Linked DNA regions of Mus musculus: all the other regions are linked to region 2. Evidence: chromatin contacts called from public ChIA-PET and Hi-C data. All regions are on one chromosome and are shown on one strand. The core of a region is the stretch at or near the end of the contact, and the rest is flanking DNA. Distances in the headings are between cores, read along the strand shown.

What was found. Hi-C and Micro-C count contacts between places; a contact is called where the count stands out from the background. ChIA-PET counts read pairs in DNA pulled down with a chosen protein or histone mark.
Region 1: a contact with region 2 is called in a Hi-C map of cerebral cortex, with 1.8 times the contacts expected there. The contact joins the enhancer-like site here to the promoter of Pitpnb in region 2. A contact is called at or near these places in 2 of 39 promoter capture datasets (embryonic stem cells and hippocampal neurons), 7 of 484 Hi-C or Micro-C datasets (the HL-1 cell line, the HPC-7 cell line, cerebellar granule neurons and 4 more), 3 of 115 datasets of contacts at active chromatin or transcription factors (embryonic stem cells and memory CD8 T cells) and 1 of 9 other capture datasets (pancreatic islet).
Region 3: a contact with region 2 is called in an RNA polymerase II ChIA-PET map of memory CD8 T cells, with 38 read pairs. The contact joins the enhancer-like site here to the promoter of Pitpnb in region 2. A contact is called at or near these places in 1 of 115 datasets of contacts at active chromatin or transcription factors (memory CD8 T cells) and 1 of 9 other capture datasets (liver).

Annotation. Positions count from the first base shown.
Region 1 is chr5:111,198,015-111,202,323 of GRCm38.p6, forward strand. All of the region lies in intron 6 of Ttc28 (tetratricopeptide repeat domain 28), which reads left to right. Among named protein-coding and RNA genes, the nearest start is that of Gm35628, 35 kb to the right of the region's middle. Within about 2 kb of position 2,382, at least 84 of the 459 cell types and tissues checked have an H3K27ac peak or open chromatin away from gene starts, as enhancers often do. A contact at or near this core is called in cerebellar granule neurons, cerebral cortex, memory CD8 T cells and 1 more, where this site is marked.
Region 2 is chr5:111,329,249-111,333,313 of GRCm38.p6, forward strand. It overlaps Pitpnb (phosphatidylinositol transfer protein, beta), which reads left to right and starts at 1,449. Exons shown (of 12, transcript NM_019640.5): 1 at 1,449-1,585. The coding sequence starts at 1,566.
Region 3 is chr5:111,157,929-111,162,035 of GRCm38.p6, forward strand. The region is part of intron 5 of Ttc28 (tetratricopeptide repeat domain 28); the gene reads left to right. Among named protein-coding and RNA genes, the nearest start is that of Gm35628, 75 kb to the right of the region's middle. Within about 2 kb of position 2,198, at least 64 of the 459 cell types and tissues checked have an H3K27ac peak or open chromatin away from gene starts, as enhancers often do. A contact at or near this core is called in memory CD8 T cells, where this site is marked.

The sequences.
Region 1 (4,309 bases), core at 1,132-3,631, 130 kb before region 2:
GAAAGCTGAAGTCCTTTACCTGCCGTTTTCATTTCTCCAGCAGCCCTCAGCAGCCCTCACAACCTCTCAAACGTCATCCAAGTGCAGCAAAGACAGACATCTAAATTCAGCTGGCATTTCACCGAGTGCCCTTTAGCTCTCTGAGGATGAGCACTGACCCCTCCTCCTCTAAGGTGCCCTACTGAGTTTATTTCTTGCCGCTCACTCAAATCCAATTCAGTATTCCCCAAGCCACTAGCATTCCTCACACCACATATATCTTCCTCCCCAGATACCATCCTTCCTTGTGGAGTGAAAAGCCTTCCTTATTCTTTTATTGCCCTGAAGCCAGAAAAACTGGCTTAGAAGCATCTGTTTTCCTCTACCTGTCAACCATTGTGCTCATGGCCCTCATGAAGTATTCTAGTTCTCTGCTGGCTCCATCATGCATTCTGATTCGGTGGTGTGTGCCTTAAGCTTGTTGGTGTCCTCTTCAGGCACTGCTAATGCTTGGTCCCAAATGAGTGTGTACGATAGTTTGCCTGCTGTTCCCATCACAGAACACCACCGACGATGTAAGTTATATATCATCCAAGTTGGTGTAGCTCATTGTTGTGGAGACTGGGAAGTCTAAAATCAAGGGAATAAGTCTGACGAGGGCCTCCCTAGTTGTGTCCTAAGATGGCAGAGAATGGCTGGACCAAGGAAGAGAGAGCACGCCCTGCAGCCTGCCTCCTCACCACCACTCCATGAGCTAATCAAGTTGAAGGCATCATCCCTCAGGCCTTCCCTGCGGCAAATAAACTTCAGTGTGTGCTCACAGAGGACTGCAAAGCCATGGCAGTGTCTGTCTGTCTGTCTGAATGGGGCAGAGGTGATAGGACCCAAGCATGCTGGGAAAGGCCAGATGTTAACCAATCCTAATCGCACACTTCTGGAAGCCACGCATGCTGGGAAACTCTGAGCATTAACTCACCCAATCACACGCACCCTTTCCCTCTTTCTTGCTCACTGAGCTCAGGCCTGTACCTCATTCTCCAGCTCAGCTTCCGTCCTGCTGGGGATCCCAGAGCCTAAAAGGCTCATGCTGGGTAACAGCAACAATTCCCAGACACTGCTGTGGACCCTGACCTTGCCTTTGGTGTAAACAGCCCCCACACTACTTCCAACTACAAAAGGCTCCAATGCCACCGCTTGCTCCATGGTCAGAGAATGTATATGAAGCTGACCTTGACTCCTAAATTTTTGTTAAGTTTTAAGATTATATATGTATGTACATCTGCATGGGGTATATGCAGGTGAGTACAGGTGTCCCTGAGGTCAGAGGTGTCAGGTCCCCTGGAGCCGGAGGTCATGGCAGAAATGAGGGGCTTCTTCAAGAACAGAACTCTGTCTTAATACTGGAACCATCTCTCTAGCCCAAACCTTTTCTTTATTTCAATTTTTTTATTTGTACGTATGCTGTATTGTGTTGAGTGTGTGCAGTGCATACAATATATTGTGCGGTGCATCACAACTATGTAGTATATCATATGTTGCATACGTGTGGTATATTATATGGTATGGGGACAGTATATAGGCATATACACGTTCAGGTGTGTGTATACAAACACACACAGAGACCCGAGAAGGACGTCAGGTGTCCTGTAACTGTCCATTTGACTTCCTTGAGGTGGGGTCTCGCTGAGCCTGGAGCGAGGCCTGTGACCAGCAAGCTCTAGTAATTCACCATAGCTCCCTCTCGCAGTGTGGGCGGACTCACAGGTGTGTGCAGCCACAATGCATTTTTCATGGGGTCTGGGGATTTGAACTCCGATCCTCATGCCTGCATAGAAAGTGCCCTTACCCACGGAGGCATCTACCCAACCTCAAACCTTTGAAATGAGCTAGAAATACAGTGAGCTTGGGAAATAGTTAAAGCATCAGGCAGCAACTGGATTTTATCGTACCATTTTAATTTTATTCCTTCAGTTAGTAGTGCTAAATTAAGCAGATTTTTCTCCTCCCTTTACACAGTCCCTTGCCCTACAGCTGTATAAGACAGTCTGATTAGCAAGGTAACTAAATAATATATTAACCTTTTGGATCTTGATCCAAGAAGTTCTCAAAGCGTGGGTACAATGGGACCTTTGTGCAAGTTTGAAGAGTGCTAATATTTATGACTCTGGACAAGAAAATCACTAGGATAGCACACTGCTCCTTCCTTTCAGTACATGAACTTAATGGCCTGTTCCTCCTGTGTTTAACATCCAGCCTCAGGAAACTGGTGCTGGCTCTGCTTTTTGAGGTATTCAAATAACAGTTTCCACAAAGGGGAAATGAAAAGGCCTTTGAGGAAGCTCCACACACCTTTGAAGTGGCTCGGAATAAAGACTTGACACTTACCAAGTGCCTGGGTGTGCCTGGTGTAGCTTCTCACGCAGTGTTCATTATTGCGTTGAAAACACACACAGGCTTGTTACCATCAGGAACAGGAGCCTCAAAGACCGGGGGGGGGGGGGGGGGCGTCGTCGGGGTCCCATAGAGAGCATGGGGAAGAGCGGCAGCTGTCTAAAGCCAGAGCTGGAGCTCACTGAGCCTCCCTGAAGAAACAGCTAAGCTCTTAAGAGAGCTCAACTGGCGTGCCGGAGGAATGCGGACAGTGAGGCACAGCTACCAGGAAACCCAGAAAAGGAGTTCATTTTCTGTGGCACGGCTTCCCATGGTCCTCACTGTCATCTCCACCTCACAGGTGGTGTGCCTGCCCACCCACCAGGAGATCCTGCCGGACCTCACAGTGCAACCACCTCACACACTCACACACACACACACACACACACATGCACACGCACACGCACATGAGTGAAATTGACAGAGACTCCATGTTTAAGATTCTTTGCAGCATAATTGTTAATTTCATGGTGACTTCAAAAAGTCACTTTTCCAGAGGCTCCTCCTGAGGCAGAGTATGCACCCCCAGAACTGGAGGAAAGCCAGGAGGCGACTTTTAGTCACTAGTGCTGACTCAGCGTGTCCCCACTTGACTTCCAGGCATCTCAGGCTGCCGCTCGGTGGCTTGGGTGTGCAGAGATGCTGCCCTCCCCGTCCTGCTGGAGAGCTGGTTGCCCTGGGGGAGGGAGCACTTTCATTTGCCAGGGAAAATTTCACTGGTGCCACTCAGAACGTCTCCAAAAGCAGTTAAAAAGTGGGACAAGGGCTCTGCCATGTGCCCAGCGCCTGTGAAACAGGCCCTCATCAGAACAGCCCCTGTGGCAGAGCTTAACGGGCTACATTCTTAAGCCAGATTGGCAGAGTTGGCCACTTACTGGAAGCAACGGCAGTCAGTAATTGCATTTCCCTGGTTCAGATGGTATGTTCTAGCAAATCCATTATGGGACACTGAATAAGACAAAGACAGCTTATAACTCGGCCCAGCTGCTGGGGGTGCTCTGGGGGGACCCATAATCTGCTCTGCGACTCGGTAAAACTAGTGAAGCCTCACAATAAGGAGACCTGGAGTTCAACCAGAAATTCCAGACTGTCGCCTTAGCAAAACAGATGGTGGCCCCCAGGTCGTGGCTCCGTCAGGCGAGCTGGCACTGTCTGCCTCACAGCTCTGGTACTTCTCATGTGCCTGATGAAGAGAGGCATCCACATTGCCTTTGTGCCCACGGAGAACCCACGAAATCCTGTCTGTGATGCAGGGCCCGTGGCGTGACGCTGAACTCTGTACTAAGCCCTTCTTCTCCAGCCTCCCTCTCCTGGGGCTTCGGGATTCTGTGTGCAGTCCTGTTGAGCTGGCTGCTCTTTTCCTTCCTGGAGAAAGGTAAACTACTTGAAGTATGTGCCAGTTTCTCGTTCTGACTGCCACCCATGCACAAAGGACTCACTCTCAAAGCAACGCATGGGCATATGTGCTGTGCCGTGGCTGAGGTCACCATGGAACTCAGAATGAAGAGACTGTAGTGGAAGCAGATACTTGGGGCTCATGATGGCTAGCTGACTTTGTGGCTTTGCTGTTTTCGCTTGTAAAATGTCTTCCTATATGTGACACAGTGTGGTGGAGGAGAGGGGGTGGGTCATTATCTGCCTGTCACCCATTTGTCACAGACCTGCTGGACACACAGGTCAGGTCACCTTTATTATAGCACCCCCCACTGAGGACGGCCAGGACTAAATGATCAAACTTCCAACCTACTGAAGAGTTCTACCCCTCTGGGAAGGGAGATGTCTCCAAGAGCAATTTTAAAGGTGAAGTAGGTGACCTGACCTGTGTGTCCAGCAGGTCTGTGACAAATGGGTGACAGGCAGATAATGACCCACCCCCTCACCTCCACCACACTGTGTCACA
Region 2 (4,065 bases), core at 199-2,698:
CTACTTTTTATTCTCTAAACAGTCACCTATCTTTGGTTGTATAAATTAAGTCTCTACAAGATTCTTTATTCCAGATTTCTTGAAGTCAACCAGCCAGGATTCAGGTCCAGGGCTTCATCTTCAAAGTCCAACCCAGTTTCCCAAATCGGGACAACTGACCTATGCTCTGATATCTAACAAAATTAAGGAACACTTGGGACTGGGGTTGGAGAGATGGCTCAGCAGTTAAGAGCACTGGTGGTTCTTCTAGAGTATCTGGGTTCAATTCCCAGCACCCACGACGTGGCAGCTCACAACTGTTTGAAACTCCAGTTCCAGGGGATCTGACCTCATCCAGGTATACATGCAGGTAAAACACCAATGTACATAAAATATAAATAAATCAATCACTAGAGAGGGGAAGAATATTCTTGAGACTATTTCTAGTTTTTATGAAAATATTTTCAAGATCATTCGATGAGGGAAAAAATATGGTTTGACACAAAGTATAGAGAAATCAAATTTACCTAAAATGCCCGTTGACACAAAGAAGATTATTCCTGCAGCTATCCAGCTCCCTAGGAATCCCACTAAAAGGTCCTTGAATCCCAAGTTACTAAGTTCAGTGAGTGAGGAAGCAGAGGGCAGTCCAAGAGCAGTACTTAGTCACTGTTTCAAAATTGTTTTATCAAAGTTGTTAGGTCAACTAGTGCTTAAAGCCCGTGTTGGGACGGGCTTCTGATTGGTCTTAGTAAAATTTAACTTTCATTCTTCCTGTAGTGAGTTCTTTGCCCCGAAAGCACATAATGAAAAACCAATGCCTTAGACACGTAGAATTCGTCTAGAATTAGTCTACCCAACTGGGTCTGGGTCTGTCTCATGCAAAATTGCTTTTGTTGAGGATTCAATGTTTGGACAGGGGCTCAGTTGTTAAGAACACTGGGGGTTCTTGCAGAGGACCCAGGTTTGGTTCCCAGCACTCACATGGCATTTCACAACTGTCTGCATCTCCAGTTACACGTGAACCTCAGTATGCATGAGACACACAGGGAGCAGACACAATACAGGCAAACCAGATAGATGTACCCTTAAAAAGGTTAGTTAGGACAAGGGGCGAACACATCAGGATTTTAACACCGGTCTGTCTGGGTTTCTAGAACACGCTCCTGCTAAACCTGAGGTCGTCCTCGGCTCCCACACCTGTGCGAACTCAACGTCGTTTAGGGTCCCGACTGGAGAACTCACTGGAAACCATAGGCTGCACAGCGCCGTGAGAGACTAACGCTGGCAGGAGGACGCCGCGCTTGCTGCCCCACTGCTCGCCGAGAGTACGCAGGCGCGCTCCAAGGCTCACCAGCGCGCCAAGGGGCCACGCAGCCGCAGTGGAGGCCTCGTGCTCCGTGAGCGGGGCGTGGACTGGGCGGAGTCAGCTCCCCCAGGCGCGCTGACGCAATGGCCGGCGGCGGAAGGGCGCGGACGCGCAGGCGCTCCCGGGGCTCGGACGATTGGGAGGCGGGGCTACGCTTGCGTGTTGCGAGGCCCGGCGGTGGCGGCTGGCGGCGGCGGCTGTGAGGGGTTCCCGGAAGATGGTGCTGATTAAGGAATTGTGAGTGGGTCGTTGGGCTCGAACGAGGTTCCGGAATGCGGGCTGGGGAGGATCGGTGGGCTCCGCGAGGAGGGCGCTCCCGGGTCGCAGTTGGCTCCTTCCTGGAGCCCCCAAGGCCCTGTGCGGCGCCGCCGCCCTCCGCAGTCAGCGCCAGGGTCGGCGGTGCGGCCGGGGCTCTCGGGGGAGCCGGGAATGCCGGGCGAAGGGTCGCCCGCAAGTTCGAGCCCGACCCACCTCAGGCTCAGTGAAGCCCACTCTAGATCATGCCCCTGCGGTCGCTCTCAGACCCCTCATCTCTAAGATGGGGAGACACCGGCCCCACCTGCTTCACTGGGTTCGGTGCGGGGTTAAACACATGGTGCTTAACACGGCAAATAAAGACTTTTCCCAAGTTCGTCGGACTGGTCCCGTCATTCTGTTGGGAAGTTGTGGCTTCCCCCTCTGCTTAGAGCCACGGACATCACAGGAAACCGTGGTGGCGGGGAATGTTCAGCTGTCATACCTGAGCCGGTGTCCCTTGTGCAATTTCAAGTGTGACCCATTTTGTTGTTGCTGTTCTTCCTCGGCCCTGGTTTAATTTCAGATTCTTAAAAGAAGCAAAAAAAAAAAAAGACGTTAAGTTAGCTGTCTAGATTCCTTGCCTGTATTAACGTCAACCTTGTAAAAATCACTAACAAGGTTTCTCTACTTAACACTGCCCAGATTCTATTTTCTGCTCATATGTAATTTTTTTTCCTTGCCCATTCCAGCATTACAAGACCCCTTGTTCCTCTGTCGCTCTGTATGTTGGCTTTCCTTCTCTTTCTGCTGACTCGAATGCTTTTTCCTCAAATCAGTAGCTCACCTTAAAGGTCTTGGGAAGTGTGTATTGTTTGTCTTTCTGACTGTTCGCCCTACATTGTGCAGGATACTCACTCTGATACCTCCATTTTTTTTGGATCAGTCTTTAGTACATAGCACATCTTCAGCCAGCATTTGGTGTTTTTAAAGATTTGCCTGTTTATATGTGTATTTAAGTGTTTGCCTGCGTGTGTGCATATGTGCTGCGTTCATACAGTGCTCTTGGAGGTAGTAGTAAGAGGGCATTAGGCATTGGATCCCCTGGAACTAGAGCAAGAAGTGAGCCACCGTCCATGGGCTGGAAACTGAACCCAGTTACTCAGAGCAGCAAGTCCTCTTAGCCGCAGAGCCATTTCTCCAGCCCTTCAGCAAACTCTTGTTAAATGAATTGGTGACGATTCTTTTTCACTTTTAGGAGAACACTTTTAATTACATTTGTATGGAGAGGGGTGTACAGGGTAGTACACCGAGTGCTTTTGGAGGTCAGGGGACAGCTTTCGAGTCAGTTCTCTACTCCTATTAGGGTCCTGCACCTGAAACTCCAGTCATGCCTTTGCCTGCTGGGCCATCTCTGGCCTGAAGAAGTACTACTTTTTTTTTTTTTTTAGTGACAGGGAGTCTGAAAAAAGGCTTACTTTCGCATTCTGCACACAGCAAAGATTTACACTTAAAACATAATCATACTACTGAACTTTGAGTTTATGAAAACTTTCTTCCAAGTAATTTTAACAATGTATCTTGTAAACATCACCTAACATTACTCTAGTGGCAGATATTAAAACAGGAGAATATGCGATAGACAGGAACTGACTTGTGCCAAGCTACCTAGGAAGAGAGATGCTAGACTGACTGCACATGAGGCATCTAGTGGCTTTTAATTTATTAGTTACTTCCTGTCTTCAGAATGTGAGTTAACTCTTGAGTTAACCCTCTCTGACAGTGTGTGTTTGTACCTCAGTACAGATGTCCCTAGAGGCCAGAGGATCCAGTTGGAGCTGGTGCTAGAAAATGAGCCGAGGCCCTCTCTGAGAGAGCAGTACCTCTTAGCCATCTCTCCAGTCCTGTGTTTTGCATACCTTTACTTTATGAAGGAAGGTAGCAAAGGCTAATGTGTATCTATCATTTAATTGTTTTCATCAGAGTCTCTCTTAGCTGTTTTTTTTCCTCCTCCTAGATTTAAGATAAAGACAGTTTACTGTCTATGTCAAACACGGTGTGAGTACTCAGTGCTGTAAATGAAGTGACCCCTGCTGTCAGCTCCATCCAGTGACTAGATGGTTCCTGTGTGGGGAAGTAAAATACCTTGGCACATGTTGGATGTCTTAGAACTTTTTTTTCCTCTTTTTTTTTTTTCGAGACAGGGTTTCTCTGTGCAGTCCTGGCTGTCCTAGAACTCACTGTAGACCAGGCTGGCCTCAAACTCAGAAATCCGCCTGCCTCTGCCTCCCAAGTGCTGGGATTACAGGCGTGCGCCACCACTGCTGGGCTTTTTTTTTTTTTTTTTTTAAATAGCTTTCAGGGCCAAGTGTGGTGACACATGCCTTTAATACCAGCCCTGAGAGAGGCAGGGCTTTTGTGAGTTCCAGGGTGGCCAGGGCTACCTAATAAGACCCTGTCTCAAACAAAATAGAAGAGGAAAT
Region 3 (4,107 bases), core at 948-3,447, 170 kb before region 2:
TTCTTCAGTAGACTGAGATATGGTCCTTTCCCTCCTGTACCTATAGGGCATTGGTGTAGACATAGAGGCTCGTCCACCAGAGTAGGGCGAGAAGTGCCTTGGCAGATGCTGGGTGTCGGGCAACTTTTCACAGAGTAGGTAGCCTTTGAACCGGGCCCTCACAGGTCATCGGGGATCCCAGGAAACACAGGACACTGGGCACACAGTCCACATCCACCAGCCTTGCATCCAAGTTCTAGCAGCTGACCATGATCCTTCTGCAACCAGCAGTGTTCTCAGGAGTCACACCATTGCCACCTGCTGTACACACCTGATGATTCTTACACGGGGTGCAGTCCACCACAGCAGCCTTCCTGCAGGTCAACACTACCCCAGCCCCACCTGGGTGTGCCATGTCTCGGGATAGAGATTCAGGTTAACAGTAGGTCTCAGAGCTAGCTGCATTAAACCTTGGCTCTCCTCGGCTTCACAGACTTACGTCTTACTGTGCTGCCTGCCCGAGCATAGCTATGCCAGCCACGCTCCTGAGAAGATGGCAGAGTTCCCTTGCCTAGTTCTGCTGTCTGCACCTGTGTCAGGCAGACGACTGCTGTGGTGGTGACAGATGCCCAAGAAAGTCTCATTAAGGGAAGACGACTTATCTTGGCTCATGGGTTCACTCCATCATGGTGGGGAGGTTACATCAGCTCTAAGCAGCTCCAGCCACGGCAGGCACGGTGTCCTCCTGGCAGGTTTCCTCCTTCTCCCCCTTACACTCCATCTCAGCACCCAACCTGTGGGAAGGTGCTGCCCATGAAGAGGGCCGCACTTAATCCTCTCACACATCAAAGGTGAGCACTAACAACCTCCTCAGTGCCTCTCACCCACACCAGCTCCTCAGTGGAGATCAACCATTACAGTGCTTTAGTCTGACCCCTCCTCTCCTGGGGTGAGCAGGACCTTGGAGTTTCCCAACAGGCCATGCCAAAATTGTGCTAAAGAGATGACCCCATGGGTAAAGAATGATTGCTGAGTTCAGATGCAAGTATCCCTGTAAAAAGCAGGGTGTGGCCACATACCTGTAACCCCCATGCTGGGAGTGGGGACAGGAAGGTCTCTGGGGCTGGCTGGCCACCACCCTAGCTGCGGACTGATTGAGAGACCCTGACTCAAGGGAGAGAAGCAGAGATCAATCAAGCAGGACCTCAGTCAATATCCTCCTGGCGTCTGCACATGCACAGTCAGGCTTGTATACACGTGCACACACACACATGCACACACACAGATACACACATATACACACACACAGGATTGTATACACATGCACACACAGGCTTGTATACACACACACACAGGCTTGTATATACACACATGCACAGGCTTATATGCATGCACACACACAGGTTAGTATGCACACACAAACAAATCATGCATATGCTGGCACTTTTGGGGTGTGTGTGTGTGTGTGTGTGTGTGTGGTTAGTGTACCATTGTAGCATCTGCCCTGCTGGAATCTCCCTCTCCCTGTTGGATACAAAGGAACAGTAGCTACAGTGTCCATGTGTAGGATCTCCAGATGACAGGATGTCTGTTGCCAAGGGAAGTCTCCGTTGATGGCCATCAAAATACTGAAGCTCTGAGATTTATAATCACAAGGGGCTGAGTGTTACCCAGACTGGGGAGCAGGTTTCCCCTGGGCACAGTCTCCAAATGAGAGCTCATGCCGCCTTCACAATGCCTCTGGCATCCCACAGGAGCCAGCGAGGCTGTGCCTGGACTCCTGACTCACCAGACAGAGCAACGAATGCGTGCTGTTTTAAGTGGCTCTGTCTGTGGACGTGTTGTTACGCAGCAATAGATAACTAACACAGTGTCTCGGCGGGGCTGAACAAGACACTGCAGTCTGAGCTCCTGCTCTGCATAAGTGCCTGGCATCTGGTAACGAGATGTGTGACTGTGCTTTACTAAACATTTCGTCCCTCACGCCTAACACTCCTAAGGAAACGAGAAAGTTTTAGTTCCCCGAAAAGAACTGAGTCAGCACCTTGATTGTCAAACTCCTGAAGCAGGTGTCCCAGATAAAGGACACCAGATGTGTCACAGCAGCTGGAGTAGGGAAAGTCTGAAATCACAAAGATTATGTCGAGTGCAGCTCTGTGCGCAGGAGAGAACAAAGGGAAAATGAAAATCAGGTTTCCTAGGGGAGGTGGGGGGAGCGTCTGTAGTGTGGTGATGGGGGAGCTTCAGGAGGCACCCCCACTTCCTGTAGACAGAGACGGTTGGCATGGTTACTGACGGAATACACATAGAACATTTTTTAACCCCTCCCCCCCGTTTCCGTGTGGCTCGATCTCTTACTCGAGCCCCAGATGGGGGTCGGGGGTCCCAGTTCACAATCAGTCCTCTGAGCTGCCTACCTCCCCTGACCTCAGGATAGCTGTGGGATGGAATAAGCTCCCTCTTACATCAAGGAAGAGGACTAAAAATTATTCTGTAAACATCTTCTGAGTGTTTGCAACTTGTTGCCTGCTCCTCTGATCTTCTCTACAGTAGCTCTCTGTGTCTGGTGCTTTTCCCATCACTGGTTAACCAAATAGTCCCAGGCTAAAAGCAGCCCAGCTGCATGCTCGGGAGCCCATGGCCAGTGGTCCCCTGGGATAGAGCTCAAATCTACTGAGTCCAGGACTGTGCAGAGCATCAGTGTGCTCTGAGCCCCCCACCCCCAGCCTTCCAGGGAAGCTCCAAGGTCAGTTTCTTCATAAAAGAGGCCATTTGCATTGTTAAAAAAAAAAAAAAACATTTATTGATATTGGCCCAGAAGCCAGGGCGGCCCACCTGTGAAGGTCTCAGTGTGACCCAGGCAGCTGCATGGGCTGCATAAACCTCTCTGTCCTCTCTGCCACGAGCTTAGGGTTTTCTCCCAAGAGCGTCCTCACCCGACTTGTTAGGAGTCTGGATCAGATTTATTTTCCCTGTCAGTTAAAAAAAAGTAAAAGACAATTTAAAAACTCTCACACAACAGGTAGCAGTGGGGAGGAAAATGTCAGACAGCAGACTGAATCAGCTGGTGAAGAAAGGCTTTTATTAGGAATGAGGAAACACACACTGAACACTCGCGCGCACACACACACACACACGCACACGCACACGCACACGCACACACACGCACAGCAAGGGGTGGGGCTTGGGAAGCTGAAGTCCAATCACACCTTGAGACTGGAGATCTCAGGGTCCCTTGAGAGTCTCCCTCCCTAATTTAGGATTGGTCAGTTTAAATAAAGACAGGGAGGCTGATGGACCCCCTACTTTGGGGTAATTCTATTCTGGCCTTAACATTTTCAGATTTGCTCACAGGTCGGGAAACTGTATTGATTGGAGAAAAAACCCGCCAGGAATCTGGTCTCTGGTCAGGAGTATGCAAGAGAAGCTGGAAGTCTGCCATCTTTGTATCTAGCTGTGGCCTTTCCTTCTGCCTGTCTGCTTATCCCTCACTCTATGAAGCAATAAAATTGTGGATGTTGCCAGTCTCACATCTTTCTAGTATTCTCTGTAGTCAGCTGGGTATGAGGCCCAGCTTGCCTCTGCTACACCACAGCCAAAGCCAAAGTCACTTCCAGTAGAACCCCCACCCCCACCTGTGACTGTATGTGTTTCCCAGCTCATACGGTTGGAACACTGTGGGTGGCAGCTCACAGGACATCGTCTTCTGTGAAAAGGGTGGCAGAAAAATGGTTTCCTTGACTTGGATGTTGGGGACGTTTTTATCAAAAAATGAACTAGCAAGCCTGACATCTTAAAGACAACGGCATTTGTTATCACTGCAAAGTTGTAAGGAGAAGTTGGAATGGGGGCAGGGGATATCTGTGCCTGCCAGTATGAGTGAACCTGATAGCTTCCTGGTATTTAAAGATTTTTCTGAATGAGATGGTGGTGGGTGGGCAAGCAGGGTGACTGTGTAGTGATGAGTGTGTGCACAGGTAAGGTCTGCAGGCAGTGCATAGTGTCGGACACTCCAGAGCATGAAGCAAGTTAGCTTAATTCTGAAGGGCACACTCTGTCCACTGATGGTACTTCTCTGTGTCCAATGTATCGCCTGACTTTATCATTTTATCTCATATATTCTTTTTT